2 separate regions of the Gossypium arboreum genome follow, and region 1 is linked to region 2. Evidence: chromatin contacts called from public Hi-C data. All regions are on one chromosome and are shown on one strand. Each heading gives the region's core, a stretch centred on a gene start, on an enhancer-like site or on the middle of the called end of the contact. The rest is flanking DNA. Distances are from core to core; before and after follow the strand shown. Region 1 holds the start of LOC108472511. Region 2 holds the start of LOC108473009.

Region 1 (7,466 bases), core at 4,616-7,115, 140 kb before region 2:
ATCATCTATAGTAGTCTAGTTCTGTTCTAATTAAATCTCAACTTAACTAACCAAATTACCATACTTAAATAATAAACAAATATAAACAGCTGCAAACTTAACGAGTTCGCCTAGAGCATCTAGGTTGGGCGGATACTTAACAAAAGAGTCCGCCAAACCACAGAACTCACCAAAACTAAGAGTTTGTCAAATGGCGCAATACACATAATTTTATACTTAGCTAAGAGAAACATTTTACTTACTCATATTTGTCCTTGTTTTACAAACTACACACCAAACAGTAACTAGATACAGAGACTTCGCCAAGCGAGTTATATATGGGCCTCTGAAGTTAGAAATCAACTCGAAAACACTTAAAATCAAGCCTAAACATATTCATATCATTTTCAAATGTTTCAAAACATGAAATTCCAATTTCAAAACACACTTTAACTTATAAACACATAGCGTAAACACGATTAAGTTAAATAATGAAACAAATCTTGAATAATTACATTAAAACGACTTGAATTTCAAATCAAATTTTACAAACACTATATTCAAATTAAGTTTTGGTTTACATGCCAAAGTCTTTATACTATAAAACTAATATAAATATATTACAATCTCAAGTGAAATGTGATGCGAAGTTCTCAAGCTTAGACCTTAATCTTCTTGTCGAACCCAACACTTACACGTTTTAAACCACTAACGCCTAAGCTTAAAAGGCTCAGTAAGTATCAATAGATAAACCTTATGCTTTGTTAGTGTTGAACCCTTCTTAAACATGTCTTTTCAAATTCATTCAAGCCACAATTTAATTCTATTAACGAATTTATTTACATTAATCTCAACTTACATTTTTATGGTTTGTTAACCTATCACCTTATTAAATTCACATTTAAGATTTACATTGATAGCATATATTCTTTATATGAACCATATACTTCGTTTTCATCCATTTGATCTAGAGCACACTTGAATCATCCAATTTCCTTATTATCATTTGAGGTAAATCTACTAAACGTTATACTTTTAAAACACTTTATCATGTTAAATCCTCTTTTAGCTTATTCATTTACCTATTTTTCATTCATTCGGTTAGAATTTCATTTAACTCATAACACTATGTTTCACCATACATCCCTCTTGTTTGGGAATAAATAAACTGATTTTCACCTGTAAGAAAATTGTAAAAAGAAAAAAAAAAAGTTAAAGAGCCTATACTATAAGTAGCTAAAGAACGTTTTATAAAATGCCAAACATAATAACATATACATGGCAACAAACTTAAATTTCGATACTATTGAAAAGAAAATCTATACATTTTGTTCTCTAAATCAACCCTTTTGGTAAATATGATAATCACAAAAGTTATATAGATAAGAGTAAATAATTGAAACTCATCATCTACAATTAAACAATGTTCATTCTAATTAAATTTGATATTACAATTGTTACGATTGATTTACTTAAAATATTAAAATTTAATAAATTTCAAAAATATTTATATATTTCTAAAAAGTTATTTATGTTGTTAACAAAGTGAATATAAAGTACCATATGAGCGGACACGTCAACGCCATTAAAAATTTAATGGTTTAGTCAAATTTTCCATTCAAAATAAAGCAAATTAACTAAAAGGTAAATTACATCAATAGTCGCTCAACTTTGAAGTAGCTAACAAAACAATCACTTAACTTTCGAAAAATAACAAAATAATCACCACTAACCCTTTTTCATTACAGACGTAACGGAGCTACAGTTTTCTATTACAAACTTAATGGAACTGCTATTTTCCATCCCTTATCACTGCTCTCCCATCCCTCTCCCTCTTCCCCACCATTGTTAAATCTTCCCTTCATATTCTTATCTTTTACTTTCAGGGCCTTTAACAGAGTTACTTTGAATATGTTGATATTCAAATTCAATGCCATTAAGAGCAACACCCTCTCTCAGCTTCATAAGGTAATTATTAACATCTCTTCTCAGTCCTTTTTGTTTGAGGCCTGGGTTATCCCTATCTCTATTTTTTGAGGCTGTGAGAGGTTTACTATTCCATTGGCATTCACTTGGTTTAATTAGCGCATTAGGTGAATGACCCAATGGCTGAAGCCCTTGTTTTGGGGTTTAATTTTCTGTGTTTTTGTATGATGGAGCTTCTGTTACCTTTTCACTTGCTATTTTAGGGCTTTCCTTCCTTCCTTTGGGTATAGCCTTGCCTGAACAGGAAAAAAAAATCTATTATCACTCTGTTTCAGATCTAGGAACCCTTTTTTTTTCTCCTTCATTTGTTTTCCCATAAACATGTTGAGAGATCTAACGTTGATGACGAGGCTCAGCTTAAAGAAGTCTGAAATCACCCTCGTCATCACTTGCGCCTTCCCAGATTTCGTCCGACTTTGGTGTTTACTTTATTTATTTCTCGATTTTTGCAGTCTGGACTTGCTTCTCCCAAAAAATTGAAGGGTGACAAGTTCACCAAAGCAATGTTGGCTTTTGCCTTGCCCTGCTTGCTGCTGATGATTCAACCAATACAAGGGGCTGCCAAAACCCCAACATTACAGTATGGAACATTTGAGAGGAGCAATAATGCTCCTTTGACACACTCCACCTATTAATGTCGAAAACGGTTGAAAGTGTTGAAAACTGCCAGTGGGTGAAATGAAAATCCATGTTAATGTTCATCCATTTTCACTTCAATATTTTCCCCTGATGTTGAAAGTGTTGATATAGAGGAACTCCAGTTGAAGCTGTTGCCAATGTTACAATGGCAGAAGGAATTTTGAACCACAAAGAGCCAGGTACCGAGGCCATAGCTGCTGGGATTGCCACTTGGTTCTCGAACAAGACTGAGTCCAATAGCAATACATATGGTGGGGAAGAGGGAGAGGGATGGGAAAGTAGTGATAGGAGGATGGAAAACGTAGCTCCGTTAAGTTTGTAATAAAAAACAGTAGCTCCATTACATTTGTAACGGAAAAGGGCTAGACCGTTTTATTATTTTTCGAAAGTTGAGTGACTGCTGGTATAATTTAACCCTTAACTAAATTTTAAAAATTGAGCATCAAAGTGATAAGAAAAATTAGGATTGACAAAATGAATAAAAGTTAAAAAAAAGTAAATTTTAAGACATAATTTCCTTATTTATATAAAAGAATTTTTTTCAGTCAAAATTTCTATTTACTATAAATTACAAGCCAGCAATAGAGAGAAAAAAAAAATGAAGAAAGTTAGAGATACGGAGTTTACATATCATTTCCAAGTGATCAGATTTGAGTTGGTTCCTCAGTCCTGGCTTGTATTTCACAAATACTTCAAGCTTGGGTAGAAGTTGATATGGGGCTTAGATAGCTCCAGAAATACAGATAAATGTGTATCCTTGCACCTGGAATCTCTTTTAGGATAACCATTGAATTCCTGTATATAATAGCCAAATAAAATATATAGAACACCAAACGTAATAACATATTATACAGAATTAAAATAAAACTCCATTCTAAAGGGTAGCAATCAACCTTTAATGGCCAAGTAATGGTCCCCAGTCTGGTCGAACACAAATAACTTAAAATCGACATTAACTTACCAATTAAGAGAGATATTGTTTGTGTTTTCAATTTCCAATTATAAGGAGATGTAACCATTTCCATTTCTCTTTTGTTTCCACTCGGATAAAGTACCAATCTCCTGTTACAATACATATATAAAATACTAATGGAATTAGATAGTGATGCAATTATATGAAAGTTTAATAAGTTTCAGCACTCACCATTGGTGACCTCCAGCTTGAAATGTATTAAATTTATACTTTCCCGCCTTCGCCTCAACCAATAAAGAGAATGCATGACTATTTTTGAACAAGTAATGACTTGGTGGATGACCCCATTTCGTTCTTGTTATTCTTGTAAATTAACTATAAAACTCACTTTAAATCAACTGAGAAAAGCTTTGGGTAAATAGAGACCAATTATATTCTGATAAAACCACCTAGAATCTTTGGTATTAGAAAACAACCAAAATAGAGCAACAAAACAAGCCCATGTGAGACGTCTTGAGTGTGATCTTCCATGGTAATTGAGGATATCTAATAATAGTTTGATTGACTTGACCTTGTTTTCATTGAAGAGTTTATATAAAAGAAGAATATAATAAAAATCTACATAGGAAGAGAGACAGTTGAGATTCTGGTTTTCCTTGCAAGTGCATGCACCGTACTAATACTGGACTTAATTCTTCTTTAGATATTTTGGAATTTAAGATGTAAATGGAAGTATTTTGCAAGAAGGATGGTTTTTGTCGTATACGATGAAAAGTTCAATGGATGAGATTTTGGCGTCTCGTAATAAGATCATAAATGGGGAATGGCCTCGGTAAACATGCAAAGTTACTTGAAACACTCTACTATATAATGTTGTGCATTATAAAATACTGTTGGGGTCTTAACTGTCCAATACTTTAATGTTACACTCTCCAAACATCTCTTAGGACAGTATGTTAGGACAACATCTTACATTCATTGTTCAAACATCACTTTGGACAGGTTGTTGGGACAACACTTGAGATGGTTGTTAAGGACAGTTTAAGAGCAGTTGCGGGATGGTGTTCTTGGCTTAGTCCATGGCATGATACTCAGCCGGCAAATGATTCTCAGATGGAGGAGGAAGGATCGGCATATCCTTATCTTTAATCCTTTACAGACAAAGCTGACTGATTTTACTTGGATATGGAATCCTTTATTCGAAATTCAAAATGGAAGTCATTTTGCTTCGATTCAAATGTTTTGCTCATAAATAGATAACACTTATGTATGTCGAGATAACATAATTTGGTTTTACTTGAGTTTCTTGTGCTAGTAACTATTTTGTACTTATATAGGCTTTCTTAGAGTTTAAAAACTATTGTAGATGAGTAATTGTAACAAGTCAGAGATTTCAATTCATCTTCCTTGAAAAAATGGTCTGAATTCCCGCATCAAATATCAACCTGCAGATGTGAGTTTCAGAAGCTAAGCAACTAAGATCAATTTTCATTCACCGAGGAGTTGTTAGGAAAGGGGATTTAGAATCCGAGCTTGGAACAGCCAAATAACTCACTCATACTACAACAAGCAATTTGCTAGTGCAAATTTCATAAAATCCCACATGGATTAAGACCAAAACAACTTTCCAGATTCATCACAACATTTAAAAACACCCAACCAGAAGCACAGCCAGAAGCTGTCTGATTTTAGCTAAACATACATAATACTACTATTATGCTACCTACTAATTAACTAAACACGACCATCAAATAAACTTTCTAACTTCACTTTCCCACCTTTCAAAAGGCTTTCAATCTCTTTAGGAGGGTTTAGCCCCATTCTTTGAGCTCTTTCCCACCGATCCAGCCGCGTTATCCCCATACACGGCCCGTATGCCATGTTCATATCAAATTGCCTTAACACTTGCTCTTGTTCATCAAAATCATCTGTTCCCCTCAAAGAAAAGAAACAATAATTTTAGCTTTTTGTAAATATCCATTTCCAGAAAGAAAAGGAAAAAAGAGTGACCTTTGAGATCGAGTGAACCGCCATGAGAAACAAGAGCAGGGGGTTGGGTGATTTCGGAACCGAAAGTAGCGGCGTGTTTGGGAGATGGGCTTTTAGTTGATTTTTTTCCGGTAGAGGTAGTGCCGTTCTTCTTCTGCCTGTAGAAAACATTCATGTTCTTCGATGTTGTTGCCATTTTTCTCGATTCTTCTCCTCTCCCAAAGCTTCTGTTTAAATTCAAATTTTAAAAATTGATTTCCGGATTGCTTCTTGGTTATGGTATTTATGGTGTAGGCAATACTTTACATTTCCAAATTCTGTATTCCAATACTGATTCGTGGGCTAGGACTGGTTTCTTTTTTCTTCAAATGGGCCTAATGGCATAATAAAAGGTGGCCCTGATTTGTGAGCAAAATTAAAAGGGTAAACTACAAAAATAGTCACCCAATTATGTCATTAGTTTTTTTTGTCACTCAACTATTGATTTTTCAATTTAGTCAATCAACTTTTTGAAATCAAATATTTTAGTAAGTTCACCCGATTCCACAAAACAATATCTACAAGGAAAAATACACGAGTAAGCTTCAATAGAGCTTAGTAAGTTCACAGGTCGAAATGATAAAATTTACCGTATAAACATAGTAAATCATATAATAACAATGTTAATAAACATTAATCCTGTCAACCACAACTAATCAACATGTGAGCTTTGTATATATATATATATAAGTTGCCTAATCTAATCAATCATACAAGATTATTCAATATCAAGTCACGCTATAACATTGAAAAATCATGTAAGCGTTTGTATAATTCAAAAACTAGTCATTTAACCATTGAAAATCTTCCCAATGAATGATATAAACAGATGCAGATATGCAGTTATCCATCCAAGACATGTTAGAAAGCTCAAACGAGCTAAACTAACTGAGAACAAGCCTAGGCACCAAGTGCCTAGACCGTAGGCTTTACATCCTTCCCCAGTAACACATTAGAATCACTGTAAATTTAACACGATAGTCCACAACAAATGCTTGACTCTAGTATATTCAATGGATAATAACAAGTCAAGAGTCATTATCTCATCACAATTCAATCCCATACAGCACGCAATATAACCTATTGTCATGCCAATTGTATCCTATCCTATGTTCATCTGGGCTCGATACATAAAACCTCATAATACCTTACAAATCAATTACATTTCCCATCTTGAATAAACTTTATGAATAATACATTGTATATATACAATTTTTAAACAAATCATAATTTACAAGTCAATATAACATTGCAAATTATACTAAATTAAACCGTATGAACTTACCAGGGCTAAAATGCAAAAATAGCCAAATTCAGGGACAATTTAGTAACTTTTCCTTTTTCACGATTATCTACTGGTTCTTGATCTATAAAGTAGTTTATTTCAATTTATTAGCTTCAACTTCATGTAATATTTAATTTAATACAAATGTCTTCCTATTTATAATTTTTCACAATTGCCCTAAACTTTTACACTTTAATCAATTTGGTCCCTAAGACTAAAACAAGATTATTTTCTCAATTAATCCCTATATCCATGTGTCGAATTCATTAACACCCAAAAATAGTCCTTACATGCTGAAATTTTCCACGAAAACCATGTCTAATTTAACTTATTTTCACTTTAATCCCTAAACATGAAAACTAATCAAAATTCTTTACAAACTAGACCAAAATCATCATCAAGCTTCAAGCTCAAGAGTAAACATCAAGAAAACTTCAAGGAAATTAATGGAAAACTTTATAAACTTTGAAAGTTTTGCAAAATAACCCCTATTCTAGTTAGATATCAATACAATGATCACAAAAATACAAAATTCACTAAAAATTGACCAAGAGAACACTTACATACAAGCATAGAGACAATACCGAAGCTTGTAGGTTTAGCAACAAGGTTGTTCGGTTGAAAAATGGGAGAATG
Region 2 (7,226 bases), core at 4,297-6,796:
TTCTTGAAATCTTTAACAGAAACAGAAATTCAGACATGGGTTTTAAAGAACACAAAGCAACGATCACAGAAACGTAGAAATTATCAAAAATGGAACAAAAACGAACCTTGAATCAAGCTTGAATCATGGCCGAATGCTTCAAACACCCAAAACCTCTCTTTTCTTTCTAATTTCGGTGAAAAATGGATGAAATAAATGGATTTTAACCTTTATTTTATTTAATATAACATAAATTCACCTTTTACCATTTTGCCCTCCATTAATATACCTTAAAACTTACCAACTACATGTCCACAATTGTCCACCATTAAAACAAATGGTAAATTTGACATGCAAGGACCCATATTTTAAAAGCCAAGCCAAATAGGCACTTTGAAAATTAGCATGCAACTTTTTCATTTTACGCGATTTAATCCTTTTTCATAATTAAGCATAGAAACAAACAAATTAAATCACAGAAATTTCACAAATATAAATTCACATATCACAGACACAAAAAATAATATTAAAATATTTTTCAAACTCGGATTTGTGGTCCCTAAACCACTATTCCGACTAGGGTCAAAATCGGACTGTTACAATTTTGGTCTAGGGATTATTGCTATAAATATCACAAACTAAGTCGGTTTTCAAAATTTTTATTTTTTTATGTACAAGAAAATCATTTTTAAACTGAATTTTTTTCCAACAATTGGTTTCAGAGTTATGATTGTGCTATGTTTATAGTGTAAATTAAGACCGAAATTCTCTCTTTTCTTCATGTATGATTATTTTTTATAAGATGCGACATTCTCGTAATTGTATACATGTTTAAGGGAATGTATGCGAATGAATGTATGATATTATTTTATTTTTATGGATGATAAAGTAATTTTTCCAAAATTATGATTCCTAGAAATTTAATTGTAATTTATTATTATCTCAGGCATGTGTACTTTAGATCGTGGACTATCATCTTCAGACAGAGTTTTTATCTTATTATTTATTTAGAATAAAATATGTGAGCCAGAAATGAACAGGAATTTTGTAATCTATTTTTCCCCAAGGAAACCCAAAAAATCAAGACGCATCCAAATCAATCGAGATGGCGTGAACCCGACCCAAACAAATCGAAAAGTGATCGACGGTGGTTCGGCGATGGTGGTTGACGGCGATTGGTGGTGGCTGGCGGCGGCGACATGGAAACGGTGGTGGAAAGATGGCGACGATAGAAACATGAACCAATACTACAACATAAGTTCGTGGTGGCAAAATTAAAGACCCAAAATATGCTTTGGGTGAATTTTGTAATTTTCTTTCTAGGATGGAATCATTAAAACTTTGGCTGGTCAAGTCATTTAATTTTATGCTATTAATTTTATGAGATAAGCATGATGATAATTATATGACTGCGAATATATGTTCATGTATATATAAGATAAGCATGCCATATAGATTAGGGGAGAATGTCACATGTATTTATCATGCATATATTGACCATTCATGATTGAAACCGAACATTAAAAACTTTGCATGTTTTTTAAAATATTGAGCGAAACTCTAAATAAGGCCTTTGAGCTCCGTCAATGTTTTCTTGTGATAGCATTAAATGGACCTGCCCCAAGGTAGATATTGTCATGTGGATTTCACTGAGAAGACTTCTTGAAAGTAAGCAAAAATTTCTTATAATAGTATGATAATTGGATCGGCCTTGTGATAGGTATTATCATGCGATATATCAAAAAAATTCTGTTTGCAAAGAGGACAACTAGTCATAGCATGCTAATTGATGACATTGTCCCAAGATGACTCATTTGTGGAGCATGATGCAATAGGTACCAAGTAGTTCATTTTTATTAAAAATAGAGTCCACGTCCCAAGGAACAATCTTTCTCGTCGTAACATCAATCGACAGTAAATCACATCATTACCTCAGCGACATCAAGTGGTCTTGGGTCACAATGTGACAAACTATTTTGAGACATCATGACATAGAGGAGATGACGTCATGACGTTGGTCCTGAAATTTTGAAACTTTGCAATTTGGTCCTATTTCATGCTTGGGTCGATAAAAGAGCTTTCATAAGCTCGATTGAGACTCGAGTGATTTTTTATCATTCTTTGAATGTAATTAATATGTGTTTGCATGTATGAACAATTATTTACTGTGTATCTGTCTGTAGTTACTTTGACAAAAAAATATGACATCTTGTAACTCGAATCCAACGATCAGATCAGAGAAGGGTGCTACATTAATAATGTTTATTTACATTTTTTAAGAAATTATATATAAATTACTACAGTGATTTATGGAACTTGGGTTAATAAAAATGAAATTTTGGTTTTTTTATACAAATTTATGGGGATCTAGTTAACATTTCTACATGATAAATTTTTTATCAATTTTTAAACAAAGCACAAAAGACTATAATTAAAATTCACGTGGCAACAAAATGTAGTGCCAAATGTCAAAATATGAACTTGTATAACAAAGCTTACTTTCCATTTTTGTGAAAAAAAGCTACTATAGCATATAAATTGGATTATTTATAGTAATTTCCAAACTAATTTATTTTTTCTAATAAAATTCCTTTCTAATCTAAATATAAAATTATAATTTTCAAAACATATATTTTCAATTTTTTTGTTTAACTTATATTTCTAATATTTCCAAATTATTAAAAAAAAAAAAACTAAACATTACCTTGAGGCTCCCTGGCTGAGAGTTGAGAGTGAGAGTTGAGAGTTGAGAGTTGAGAGTTGAGAGGATACTGAAAAATTTACTTTTTTTCCGGTCTTTTTACTGTCGACCAATTAAATTTGATTGCTAAACGGGGATGGGACGACCACGAAATCGGGTTGTGTCAAACCAATTTTTCTGTTTACTTAACACTGATTTGATCGGTCTGCAAAACCTAATTTAACCTCGGACCATTGATTGAGACCCTGACTTGACCGGTTGACAGATACCATGACATTTTAATTTTTGAATTTTTATGAGAAAAAAGCTTTAGGGATTGATGAATTCGTAGAAAAATGTGAAAATCAATTTGAGGAAACTATATTTTTCTTTCCTGTACCAAATCTTGGCTGTAGTATTTTGGCATTTTTTATTTTTTATTTTTTGATGAAAGAAAAAACCGAAATAAGTCACTCTAATAGTAGGAAAAAACTAATAGTACAAGGACCTCTGGTAAAATTGACCCTTGTTTTTCTTCTTGTTTTGAAGATATATCCGATAACGTGGATTCTTTGTTTAGTTTTGGTTCCTTCGAGACCATCAATCTTGCTTTTTCTGTATCAGAAAATCTGTACCTGAAATAAAATCATGAAAAAAAAGAGTGGTAACACGTTTTGAAACTCTTGTTAAGGAAAACGGCAAAACCAGATTGGGTTTGGGAGATTCTTTGAGTAACTGAAAGCTTTGTGCGAGAAGTGAAAACTAAAGAGAATGGGTCAAATATCTCAACATGAAAATCTTTTTTGTTGTTTTTTTCTCTTTTTTGAAGTACAAAAGCCAGAATCCAAAGCGGTGGCCCTTTTTATTTGATGATTATCTTCGGGTTTTTTACCCCAATATTATAAAAAAAAATTTATACATTAAAATAGGTTGTCAGTCAGATTAATTACAAAAATAGTATACTTTTTGGAGTTGTGACTACCTGACAGGCACAACCTATTATTTTATTATTATTATTATTTTTTTGTTTTAAAAAATTATTATTATATTATTTTTAATATTTATATTAATATATAGATAAAAATATGGGTTTTACGGATAAAAAATACCCAAAGCGGTCGAGCATCGGTCAGTAGGCACGACTAGTCATGCTGAGTGTAGGCACAACACCCTGCACATTTCCTTTTCTTTCTTTGCATTTTACAAAAATTGATCTTATATCATTTTGGTCCTCTACTAGGCCTAAAATTAAAATTCAATCTTTATACTTGAATTTCTACAATAATATTTGGTTCTATTTTTATAATTTTTTCCAAATAATTAATATTGTTAATTACTCGATAAAATTTTTGACGTGTTTTTTAAATAAAAATTAGTTTAACAAAATAATGATATGTTAAGTTAGAATAAGTTTTAAATAATAAAATTTCTAACAAACTTGTATTAAAATTTTGTTAATTACTCTATAAAATTTTTGATTAGTTTAACAAAACAATGATATGTTAAGTTGAATAAGTTTTAAATAATAAAATTTCTAACAAAATTGTATTAAAATTTTTGTTAATTACTCGATAAAATTTTGGCGTGTTTTTTAAACAAAATATTAGTTTAACAAAACAATGATATGTTAAGTTGGAATACATTTTGTTAGAAATTTTATTATTTAAAACTTATTACAAACTTAACATATCATTATTTTGTTAAACTAATATTTTGTTTAAAAAACACGTTAAAAACTTTAACAGAGTAATTAACAATATTAATTATTTGGAAAAAATTATAAAAATAGGACCAAATATTATTGTAGAAATTCAAGTATAAAGATTAAATTTTAATTTTAGGCCTAGTAGAGGGACCAAAAGTGATATAAGACCAATTTTTGTAAAATGCAAAGAAAGAAAAGGAAATGTGTAGGTGTTGTGCCTCTGTTAGGCACGACTAGTCGTGCTTACCGATGTGCTCGATTGTTTCAAGTATTTTTATCCGTATAAAACTCATATTTTTATCCATATATTAATATAAATATTAAAAATAATATAATAATAATTTTTAAAACAAAAAATAATAATAATAAATAATAGGTTGTGCCTGCAGTAGGCACAACCTCAAAAAGTATACCATTTTCGTAATTAATCTGACTGACAACCTATTTTGGTGTATAAATTTTTTTTTTATAATATTGGGGTAAAAAACCCATTATCTTCTTTTAGACTATTCTCCAACAAAAACCCCCAAAACCCGGAATCTGACTCTAAAAGGAGACCCAAAATAATTTTTGATAGAGTAAATTAGTCGATTTTTGAAGATAATGGAAAATAGGCTCAATTTTATTTAAAGAAATTGATTGATTTTAAAGATAAAATAATTTTGATAGAGTAAATTAGTCGATTTTTGAAGATAATGGAAAATAGGCTCAATTTTATTTAAAGAAATTGATTGATTTTAAAGATAGAAATAGAAAATATGTTTTGTATACGTATTTGAAAAATAATAGTTAATCTCTCAAGTTATTAAATAAAAGTGTTTTGCAGAATGCATTTTCAAGAAGTCAACAAATTTTTTTATTTTTCTATAAAATAGGTATATTTTTAAAATATTGAAAGGGGTTAAATTTCTAATTATTTTTTAAATACAGTATTTTCTTAAAAAAAACACACACACAGAGCATAATCTGTGTGTGTTCTTGTTATTTTGCAGAAAAGCAACCACCCTATATGTTTAACCATTTCAGGTTCATTCTTTCCTTTTTTTTTGCTACCTTAGTTTAGACACTAGACTGTTATTGGTGTTGACCCTTTCCTATGAAAGTAACCAGCTATAGTGATGTTGACCCTAGCCTTTGTTGGTGTCTTACACCGGGTGCAATCAACCATGTAACGCCCCCTCAGTAACCTGTTACAAATTTTCAAAATGTGATCACATAAAAAACCAACTATGGTAGCTTTAATGGTTATTAACTTTGTTAACTATTAACATTTTGCACCAATAATCTCTGAGATGCTACCTCCTTTTCACAGCTCCCTTCTTGTCAACACTGAAAAAGCTGAGTTGTCTGAGTTTTTCTTCTCTTTTTTTCCTCTTTAAATTTTGCTTTGTCGGGTACTAAGAATGATTTAGAGCTATTATTATCACTATTCTTATTCATGCCCCAGTATTTCTTCATAACCATCTCGCCATTGTTACCAACAAAAAAGCTAAGAGAAAGAATTAGTTGCAGAAACCACAAGTGTAGCTTCTTGTTTCCCGGGGCAGCGCCGCTTTGTTCTTGTTCCTCGTGCGTGTCCAACCCATATCTCGATAAGCCATTTGGTTTTCGTTCCTGGATTATATTTGATTCGATGTTCTTTTTGTTTCACCTTTTCTTCAACCGCCAGTTTCTCTCTTTATGTTTACACTTGATAGTTGATACCCTCTTTTTATTACCGTAAAGTAAGAGTTGCAGGGGATAAATTTTAAACTACGTCAAAATTGACTACTAAAGTGTTGAGCAACCCACGATCACAGGGAAGTCGGTGATGGTTTTTGAATTGTGTTGTTTGCTTTGCATTGAACCCAAGGTACATTCAAGTTTTCGTCTTGGATTTTTTTTTTTAACTAATTGATTATTGCAAGCATTTCCGGGTCCGGGCATCATATCCTTTTTTTAATGTTATAATTTTGTATTGGGATCCTTATTGGTGGTCTGCTGGACCAGAAGTTGGTTCCTCGTATCTATCCATGTTTTTAGAATTGTATATTCATATGTTGAATTGCTGGGTTCCAATCCCATTATTTTACATAATCAACAGAGTAAAAATCGGTCCGTGAATTGGGGGCTTTGAAAGGTATTAAAGGGGGTTCTAGGAAAGTCGTTGAGTTGCATAGAGCTGGTTTTCATGTGGAACATTGGTCTTAACTCTTAAGACATGCTGAGCTCTTATGAGGGAGAAAATGATGTGTTCTTTGATTCCTTGGATTGCTTGTTGGTTGAAGAATCACTTGTTGCGAAACATGGATTAGAGTATGAAATTTGGTTTAATGAGCTGCAAAGTGTGAAGGAGCGACGTGCAAGTTTTCTGCGATCCATGGATCTGGTTGAGTTTACAGAGCCATCAAGGATAAAGGATGTGAAGAGGATCACAGAGTGCAGTGGTGCCGTCCCAAGTTGTTCATTTTTATCTGTCAACAATGGCGAAGGAAGTATTGCTTGTTGCGAGAGAGAAATGACTTGTCAAGCTATTCCTTCGGTTGATGAATCAGAACTAGGACAGAGCTTTGCTCTCGACATTGAGAATGAGACACTTTCCCCTACTAAAGGATGTGAACAAAAGGAAGCTCAAGCATACTTGGATGAATGTGAAATTAATACCAAAAAATTCAAGAAATGGTGGAAACACTTTTTGAGCACGAGGAAAGGAGGAGAAACCAAACGTGCATCTAAGGTATCGAAACATGACATCAAAGTGCATAAGTTGAACAAAATGATGGTTCAGCCCAACAAGAACGGATGCATGGAGTCTACAGCAATTTTTATGGGACAAGAAATACAGGCTCACACCGGCTTCATCTGGACAATGAAGTTTAGCCC

The links. Hi-C and Micro-C count contacts between places; a contact is called where the count stands out from the background.
Region 1: a Hi-C map of leaf shows a contact between it and region 2, with 4 times the contacts expected there. The contact joins the promoter of LOC108472511 here to the promoter of LOC108473009 in region 2. A contact is called at or near these places in 2 of 5 Hi-C or Micro-C datasets (both in leaf).

What each region holds. Positions count from the first base shown.
Region 1 is chr11:90,816,474-90,823,939 of ASM2569848v2, reverse strand. It overlaps LOC108472511, which reads right to left and starts at 5,865. Exons shown (of 2, transcript XM_017774049.2): 1 at 5,528-5,865; 2 at 5,105-5,445. The coding sequence starts at 5,702. The coding sequence ends at 5,252. It overlaps LOC108473176 (a long non-coding RNA gene), which reads left to right and starts at 1,757. Exons shown (of 2, transcript XR_001869675.2): 1 at 1,757-1,947; 2 at 2,418-3,047.
Region 2 is chr11:90,675,677-90,682,902 of ASM2569848v2, reverse strand. It overlaps LOC108473009, which reads left to right and starts at 5,546. Exons shown (of 8, transcript XM_053022304.1): 1 at 5,546-6,216; 2 at 6,448-7,226. The coding sequence starts at 6,565.